2 separate regions of the Mus musculus genome follow, and region 1 is linked to region 2. A link is a contact called in public targeted proximity ligation data. All regions are on one chromosome and are shown on one strand. The core of a region is the stretch at or near the end of the contact, and the rest is flanking DNA. Distances in the headings are between cores, read along the strand shown. Region 1 holds the start of Pgm5 (phosphoglucomutase 5). Region 2 has its middle 20 kb from the start of Tmem252.

Region 1 (3,566 bases), core at 817-3,316, 210 kb before region 2:
ACGTTCTAAAATTTCAGAAATAGTCTCATCAAAGTGCTTCATGTCCTGATCTAACGGAATCCGATCTTTTTCCAAACTGTTTCCAAGGGCTTCCAGTGAAGCCCTGCTTCCTGATCCTCCTGCCTCGGGCTGGGGTTATAAGCATGCAGAAACACACCTAGATTCTGTCAGCTCGACCTGCTGCCTTTCCTATAATCTGATAAGTTCCTAATTGGAATATGGATAAGATTAATATGTTAATGGTTCAAAAGAGAAGACAGAATGACGTCATTGGACGTGGCCCTGAGACATAAAGCAACCTGTGGAACACTCTTTGATCTGTGTTCATTGGTGTCTCAGATAAGGACCCCAAGGTTAAATAAGAGTTGGAATGCCAGAGTGAAGTTGAAGCAGGCTCTTTACCGCAGAGCCTCCAAGGTCTTCAATGCACGAACGTGCTCTATGGTCCTATAAGAATGGAATGGGGATGACGGCTTTCAACAGTTGCTTTATCCCAGGATCTCACTGGGGAAACACAGGTCTTGCTGAGTTTGGCGTATGCTTGGTGTAAAGATGGTGGTTGGTGCTGTCTCAGCAGCAAGGAGATACTGAAGAAGAAAGGCAACACAGGTGCTCCTGTTTCACACCAAGACTTCGGGGTGGTGCTAGTGACTCAGAGAAGGCAGAGAGGCATCCCTAGGTCAGAGAGCACCCCATTTCTCTTGACTCACCTTGTAAAGAAGCTGAGCTCAGCACAGGAGCATCCAGCCTGGAGACTAGGACTGGGTTCTTATCTCTGCCCACCTAGGACGGGGGATGAAGGACGTGCCAGCCTTGGTGCTTATGAAGCTGGCCTGCCTCCCTTTCCCTCCTTTCCCATTGCATTGAATCTTGGGAATTACTCTAGTCCCACACCTCCTGCGAAGCTTTCTCTGCTTTGTCCTCTGTCTCTCCACACACTGTAGATGGTTGGGTTCACAGCCGTGTGCCGAGCTCAGTCCCCACCCCCCCCTTTAATTCCCTCCCTTTTCACTCCTCTCTATATGAAGATTTTCCTGGTTTTGGATTTGAGGAGGATCAGAAAGAAAGGCTTCAGGCAAGGGGGCCAAGCACAGTAGGTGGCACCTCACCTTTGTTTCAGTTGGCTTCGTTCATTCATTCCTGGTGGACATTAAGTGCGTTTTAATCGCCTACCGAAAGTATTTTATCCAGAGTTCGGTAGCGTGGACAGATGCAGTGTGAGGGAAGCCGATTTCTAAGCAGATGTGTAGGAAGGACAAGCAGGAAAAGAATAAGAAAGTATGTGTTTGTTGCAGTTACAACAACAATGAAAACAAAACAAAACAAAACAAAACAAAACAAAACTCCCACCTGGAGAGATGCTACAAATGTAGATGCTGGGGTAGGTCCTGTGGACTAAAGGGGCCGACAGGGTATGATTCTGCACAACAAATGTTCCTGCTGAGTGTACACACACACACACACACACACACACACACACACACTCACACACACACTCACTGCCCAGCCTTCAGTTTCACCTCTGGCAGAGCCTAACAATTCTCAGCTCTCCTTTCCAGGGTTATTTTTGGCTAGGGCTGTTCTCTGATGGCAAAAGGTTTTAGCCCCCTCCCACCTCCCTCTCTGTCCTTACTAGGGAGAGAAACTTGCACTTGAGCTAAGCAGACTCAGGGTGTGGGGAGAGAGGGCTGTGGGCTAGGCCCCTGGCTAGCTCAGACTCCAGTGCCAGGCTGTCTTCTAGTGGAGAGTGGGCCTCTGGAGGAGCTGGAAGGCTGAGTCGGGGCACTGGACTCAAGAGTGTGGTGTGGCTGGGGACACAGGAGCTGGTCCTAGAGCTTGGCTTTGAGACACTCCCAAAGTCAGGCGAGCTGGGGAAAGGAATTGAGGACAGCTGGGCGATCCTCTGGAAAAGAGCTGGGCTGCAGAAAACTATCTGAAGGTGGAGGCAGACTCCACTCTGGGACGTTGAGGGGGACAATCCGAGAGTAGCGACGGGAGGGTGGAGAGGGGCGGGGAGGGCGCAAGGCGGAGCCGGGAGCAAGGCCAGACCGCGGGGGCCCGGGAGGGCGGCAGATCCCCGAGGCTCCCGCAGCCGCGGCAGGACCGGCCAGCGGCGCCATGGAGGGGAGCCCCATCCCAGTGCTGACGGTGCCCACGGCGCCCTATGAGGACCAGCGGCCGACCGGTGGCGGCGGGCTGCGACGGCCCACAGGGCTCTTCGAGGGCCAGCGCAACTACCTGCCCAACTTCATCCAGAGTGTGCTGTCGTCCATCGACCTGCGCGACCGTCAGGGTTGCACCATGGTGGTGGGCAGCGACGGCAGGTACTTCAGCAGGACGGCTACTGAGATCGTGGTGCAGATGGCTGCGGCCAATGGGGTGAGTGACTCTCACGCCCCGGTTTGCGGGGTCTCCACACCCTGGTCACCTCCCTGTGCTCTTTCCAGCTTCCCACCCGGGCGCACTGGCAGCCACTAGGCACAGTGGGACACTGGCCTTAGAGGAGCTGCTCTTCTCAAAGCCCCTGGGCTGGAAACTTAGGCTTCTCCGGCACCTGTTGTACTTTCTGCTGTATTCGTTCTGCATCCATTTTCCACTCCATCACAGCCTTGGGTGTCCCGTATTCCTCCAAGCGATTTATTGCCCACCTCCCTACACAGACTTTTTTCGAGTCTGCCAATATAATCTCACTCCGGTATTCTTTTATTCTATTTATTATTATTATTATTATTATTATTATTATTATTATTATTATTATTATTGCCGTAATCCTCTCTCTCCAAATCATAGCTGCCAAATTTTAACAATTATCTGCGTGGGCACACTCCAGTATTGAACCATGTGCTATTTGTCAAGACTGGGCCCCAACACTTCACTCTAGCCCAGTGGTCCTTTAGTGGTGACTTTGATTGGGACAGGAATGGTTTGGATGATTTTGGGGGCTTTGCAACCTTGGCTCTCAGTTCCCAGGAGGTCTCTAAAGGATGTAAGTGAGACTCGCAGCAGCATTCTTAACGCAATTCCTATCGCCCCTCCAAGATGCCTTCAGCATTGACCAGCCGGTCCTCTTCCTTCCCATCTGCATCCTCATTCTCTCTCCCTTCTAAGACCTCTGCAGTTTTTTTCTGCAACCTTGATTCTTAGACTTTGAGTTTCTTTCTGTCTGCTCCCTCTTCCCTACCCTACAGACAGAAGCACCCCCTTAAATGGTAAATCCATCCTGCTCTCCCCACCCCTGCTTAGCCCCAAATCTAGTTACCCAAACTTGTGACTAGCAAACTTTAGGGGGGGGTGGGTCTCTGAATTATCTGTAGGAAGTTTCCAAAAGTCATTTGAGCCTGGTGAACGCGATCAGATCCACACCCATGAAACTTTACCTGAGTGCAATCTCTTGCCGATGTCCATCTTTAAAAGTGAAAGCAGATAATTACCTGTCCTGTGGATTCTGGCCATTCCACCCCTCTCTCTCTGTTTTCATTTCTCCTTAGTGTTTCTTCATTAGGGCCGTCTATGCTTCATGTTCCCTACTGTGATTTTTCTCTTCTCAGCGTTTTAGGAATGGCATG
Region 2 (3,728 bases), core at 1,186-3,685:
CCCAAAAAAGAAGGAAAAAAATCAACTTTATTGTCTCATACTTTGGGCTACAATCAAACAGTGTAAACTTTCAACCTTACAAAGGGATTTTCATTGTATATCTCATATACACATGGAGCTTGATATGTGAGCGAAATCATTTTTCACATTCTCCATTTATATCTTCTAGAATACCTTGCTGTGTATGTCCAGTGCTGGCTCTGGTGTGTGCTTTGGTATGAAAGAGAATGGAGCCTCTGGAGAAGCTCCCAGCTGCGTGAGTCAGACTGTTGTCTGTTCAGTCTCCAGCTCTGTCACCCATGCGATGTCTAATACAGGGCACGTTAGTTAACTGCCCGCGACTTCATTTTCCCGACATACAAAATGGATGGTAACAACACGGCACGGCACGGCACAAGTGTGGGGCTTGAAGGTGTTCAGAAAGTGCTTGTCACCCTCCCAATGTTCTGCGAGGATGTGATTCTGACACCTTGCTTCACCAGTCTACTATCCTTGTGTCATCAGGTGGCCTTAGTCGGCTGCCCCTATGATGAAGATCCCCTCCCGCACACCCATATTGCCCTCATTTGCATTGCTATAGATGTATCACCCCTGTGGATTCCATCACCCGAGAAGGACCAGATGTTCACTAAGACCTTGAGATCACAATAACCCAGACCAGCCTTTCTCTCTGGTGGATGTCCTTACCCACTGTGGGGATGACTCTGAGTCACCTTGTGACTTGATCTGAGCCTCTTCCAGGTGTCCAGAGTTGTCCTGTCCAACCTCTTGTTCAGACCTTGCCCATTCCTTAGACTCTGCTTACAGATTAAAAGACCGTCTCTTCTTTCCGCTGACCAAAGTAAAAATCTTCACTGAAGTGCTCACTGTCTGCCCTGTTCCAGGTGCTCACTGATGAGACGAGAATGTCCCCCAACCCCTACACCAGTGGAGAGAATTTTCCTGCATCCTCTTCAGGGACCTTGGAATAACCAATGATTACTGTATAAGGGAGAGCATAAACATTGGTTCAAGTGCAAATGGAAAAAAACCATAGCCCAGGATGGAGGCAGTATTGGGTGTGGCCATTTACATCCTGAATATAATTTTAAAATGTATACATTCTAGAAGGAGGGAACATATGAGTGTGAATAGTTGTGAGGGTTATAAGTAGAAGGAGGGGTGGTCCAGACAAACTCTGTTTAGAGTCTGAGTGAGTGCAAGCGGCAGACATTATTTAGTAAGGGGAATCCATGGCCATATGGCTAGTATCCTCTGGACTTTCTGGCTAGATAGTGTCCATTTCCTGATAGAAGACAATTGTGCTCCCTTTATAGTCTGGTCTTGATCAAGATAAAGGAACGTGTGGAGAGGGTCTTGCTCTTGACTTTGGGTACAAATCTTTAAAGTCTTTTCATTTTCTCTAGACCAAATAGGTCAGCATGCTTTAAAAAAAAAAAAATCCTCCAGATTCAGGAGTTACCATTATCTTTCTCTGGGCCCCAGTACCCAACACCATGGGGTATGAGACAGCCTTAATCATAGTAAGATAATCTCAATCCCACTGGGGTCTGATTTACAGGCTGTCGGTAAGAGCAGGCATTGCTGCACATGAGTGTTGTCATCAGATGGGCTCCTAACCCACCAATCCTGGCCAATCAATGTCTCCCAAAGACTTAGGGTTCAGTGTTACCCAGAGTCACCTTGAGCCAGGGGAGCTTGGCACGATGAGAGGCCCAGGTGGTGATGTGGAATTCAGCATTCCCTGCTCCATCAATGACTATTTTAGCCATCCTACCATTTTGAAAGAATGTGAAAGTCCCTCTGGGAACCGACTCTATTTATAGCATCGTTTCTATGGGAAAGAGTTCCAAGTGACAATCAGTGGGAGATGGATGGTTGGAGGACAGCTGATAATTGTTTCTTCACATGCAGGGACTGCACTGAGGCTTAAAAAAAAAAAATCTAGTAAAAACAAGCAGAGCAAGGATCAACCAGATGCTGCTTCTTGCGTTCCTAGAGGAATTTCAAAAGTCGCCTTCTTAAGTAAACAAAACTTATTTTAATAATATCTATTGAGCTCTTGCTGTGTCGATGGCGACTGGCTGTATATGTGTTATCTCGTCTAGACTTCACAGCAACTCCCAGAGGCTAAGAAGCATAGAATCTGATCCCGTTTAACTCCACTCATTAATTTATATTATTTATTTATTTTTAGAGTCTCGTAGCCCGAGCTGACCTCTGAACTCATGAGCCTCCTTCTCGAGTGCTGAGACAGGTGTCAGCTGCTTTCAGTCTGGGCAAAGTAAAGAAGGCAGACGCTTCTCCTCCGCCCTGGTGGAAAATCAAACCGTGGAAATACCAATGGAGAGGAATTTTCATCACCTCTCCATCCCTCTGCTACCATGAGACCTTTATCACTATGGCAGAACACCCGAGAGAAGCAACTTTAAAATAGCAAAGGTTTATGTTGCCTCCTGGCGACAGAAGCTTCCGTCCCTAGCGGCTTGATTCTGCTTCCTTGAACTGGTAATATGGAGAACTGTGGGAACCCATGGTGCAGCAAGGGACTCATATTGCAGAGCCTGGCCAGCCTCGGCCATGGGTATAGAGATTCACTGTACTCACCTCAGAGAAATTAGAGAGGATGCAGGACTCCACAAACCACAGACTTTGAGACCTGGGTATGTGCCAGCCCTGTGCTTCCAGCAGGCATTCACAGAGCACAGTAGCAGTACCAACAATACCCTGACCTTCCCTCCCTCCGGTCAGTGCTGCCTTTAGAACCTTAGTGAACAGGGCTGTTTGTTTTGTTTTGTTTTGTTTTGTTTTGTTTTGTTTTGTTTTGTTTTGTTTTTTACCTTTGCTAATAGTTAACAGATATTGAGCACATAGCCTGTTGCAAGCGCTTTCCATTTTGTTTATTGTTGGTTGTTCTGGCTTTGTTGTGGTTGTGGTTAGAGGAGCTACGGGGAATTGAACACAAGGATAGCCTTGAACATGTGATCCCCCTCTCTTAGCCTTCTAAGCATCTGGGACCCCAGGCTGAGCCACCAGACCAGACTTCAGTACTTATTAACTAATACTGCCCTCTCAACAGCCCTGTGAGCTAAATGTCTTCATTACTGCCACCATTCCAGATGAAGAAACTAAAACAAAGCAAAGTCAGGTAGCTTAGTCAGAGTCACCCCACTAAAGAAACTTGCAGTGCTGGGATTTGAACTAAGGCAGTCTGGCTCAGAGCCCATACTCTCAGCACAGAGCTTGATGCCTTGGTTCAGAGCCCATCCCCTCAGCCACAGAGCTCTGATGCCTTTGATATGGTACATAAATAAAGAGGTCGATCATTAACTGAGTTTATAAGGATTTAATTCTTGCCACTGCTTAACTGGATGACTGCCGCTTAAGGCAAAAAGCCTTGGTAATGACGCATCTGTGGGTCTCCCTAAAGCTCCTGTGTTATTCACATAGTCACTCAATGCTCTCAGGAAGAAAAGACAACGTCTGCTATCTTTGACATCTCTGACTCTTTCCCAACGAGCTGGCATGTCTTTAGTGCCATGAGGCTGTAAAGGAGACATTTGATTGGCCTGCAGTCAGTAGGAGTTGCCAAGTTACAGAGAGTCCTCCAATATCACCTTTGATCTGAAGACTGCTCCTGCCATCGCTGCAAAGAGGCCCAGGTTTTTCCAGTGATTGCCATGGAAACCTAGAATTCTTGCTCCCTGTCTTATGCCATCTGTCTGAGT

Evidence for each region.
Region 1: a targeted proximity ligation map of heart atrium shows a contact between it and region 2, with 10 times the contacts expected there. A contact is called at or near these places in 14 of 39 promoter capture datasets (the 3T3-L1 cell line, the HPC-7 cell line, cranial neural crest and 10 more), 6 of 484 Hi-C or Micro-C datasets (the G1E-ER4 cell line, the HL-1 cell line, bone marrow-derived macrophages and 3 more), 14 of 130 datasets of targeted methods (bone marrow-derived macrophages, embryonic basal ganglia, embryonic forebrain and 8 more) and 4 of 9 other capture datasets (adipose tissue, liver, macrophages and 1 more).

What each region holds. Positions count from the first base shown.
Region 1 is chr19:24,860,342-24,863,907 of GRCm38.p6, reverse strand. It overlaps Pgm5 (phosphoglucomutase 5), which reads left to right and starts at 2,066. Exons shown (of 11, transcript NM_175013.2): 1 at 2,066-2,379. The coding sequence starts at 2,119.
Region 2 is chr19:24,652,363-24,656,090 of GRCm38.p6, reverse strand. No RefSeq gene overlaps it. Among named protein-coding and RNA genes, the nearest start is that of Tmem252, 20 kb to the left of the region's middle.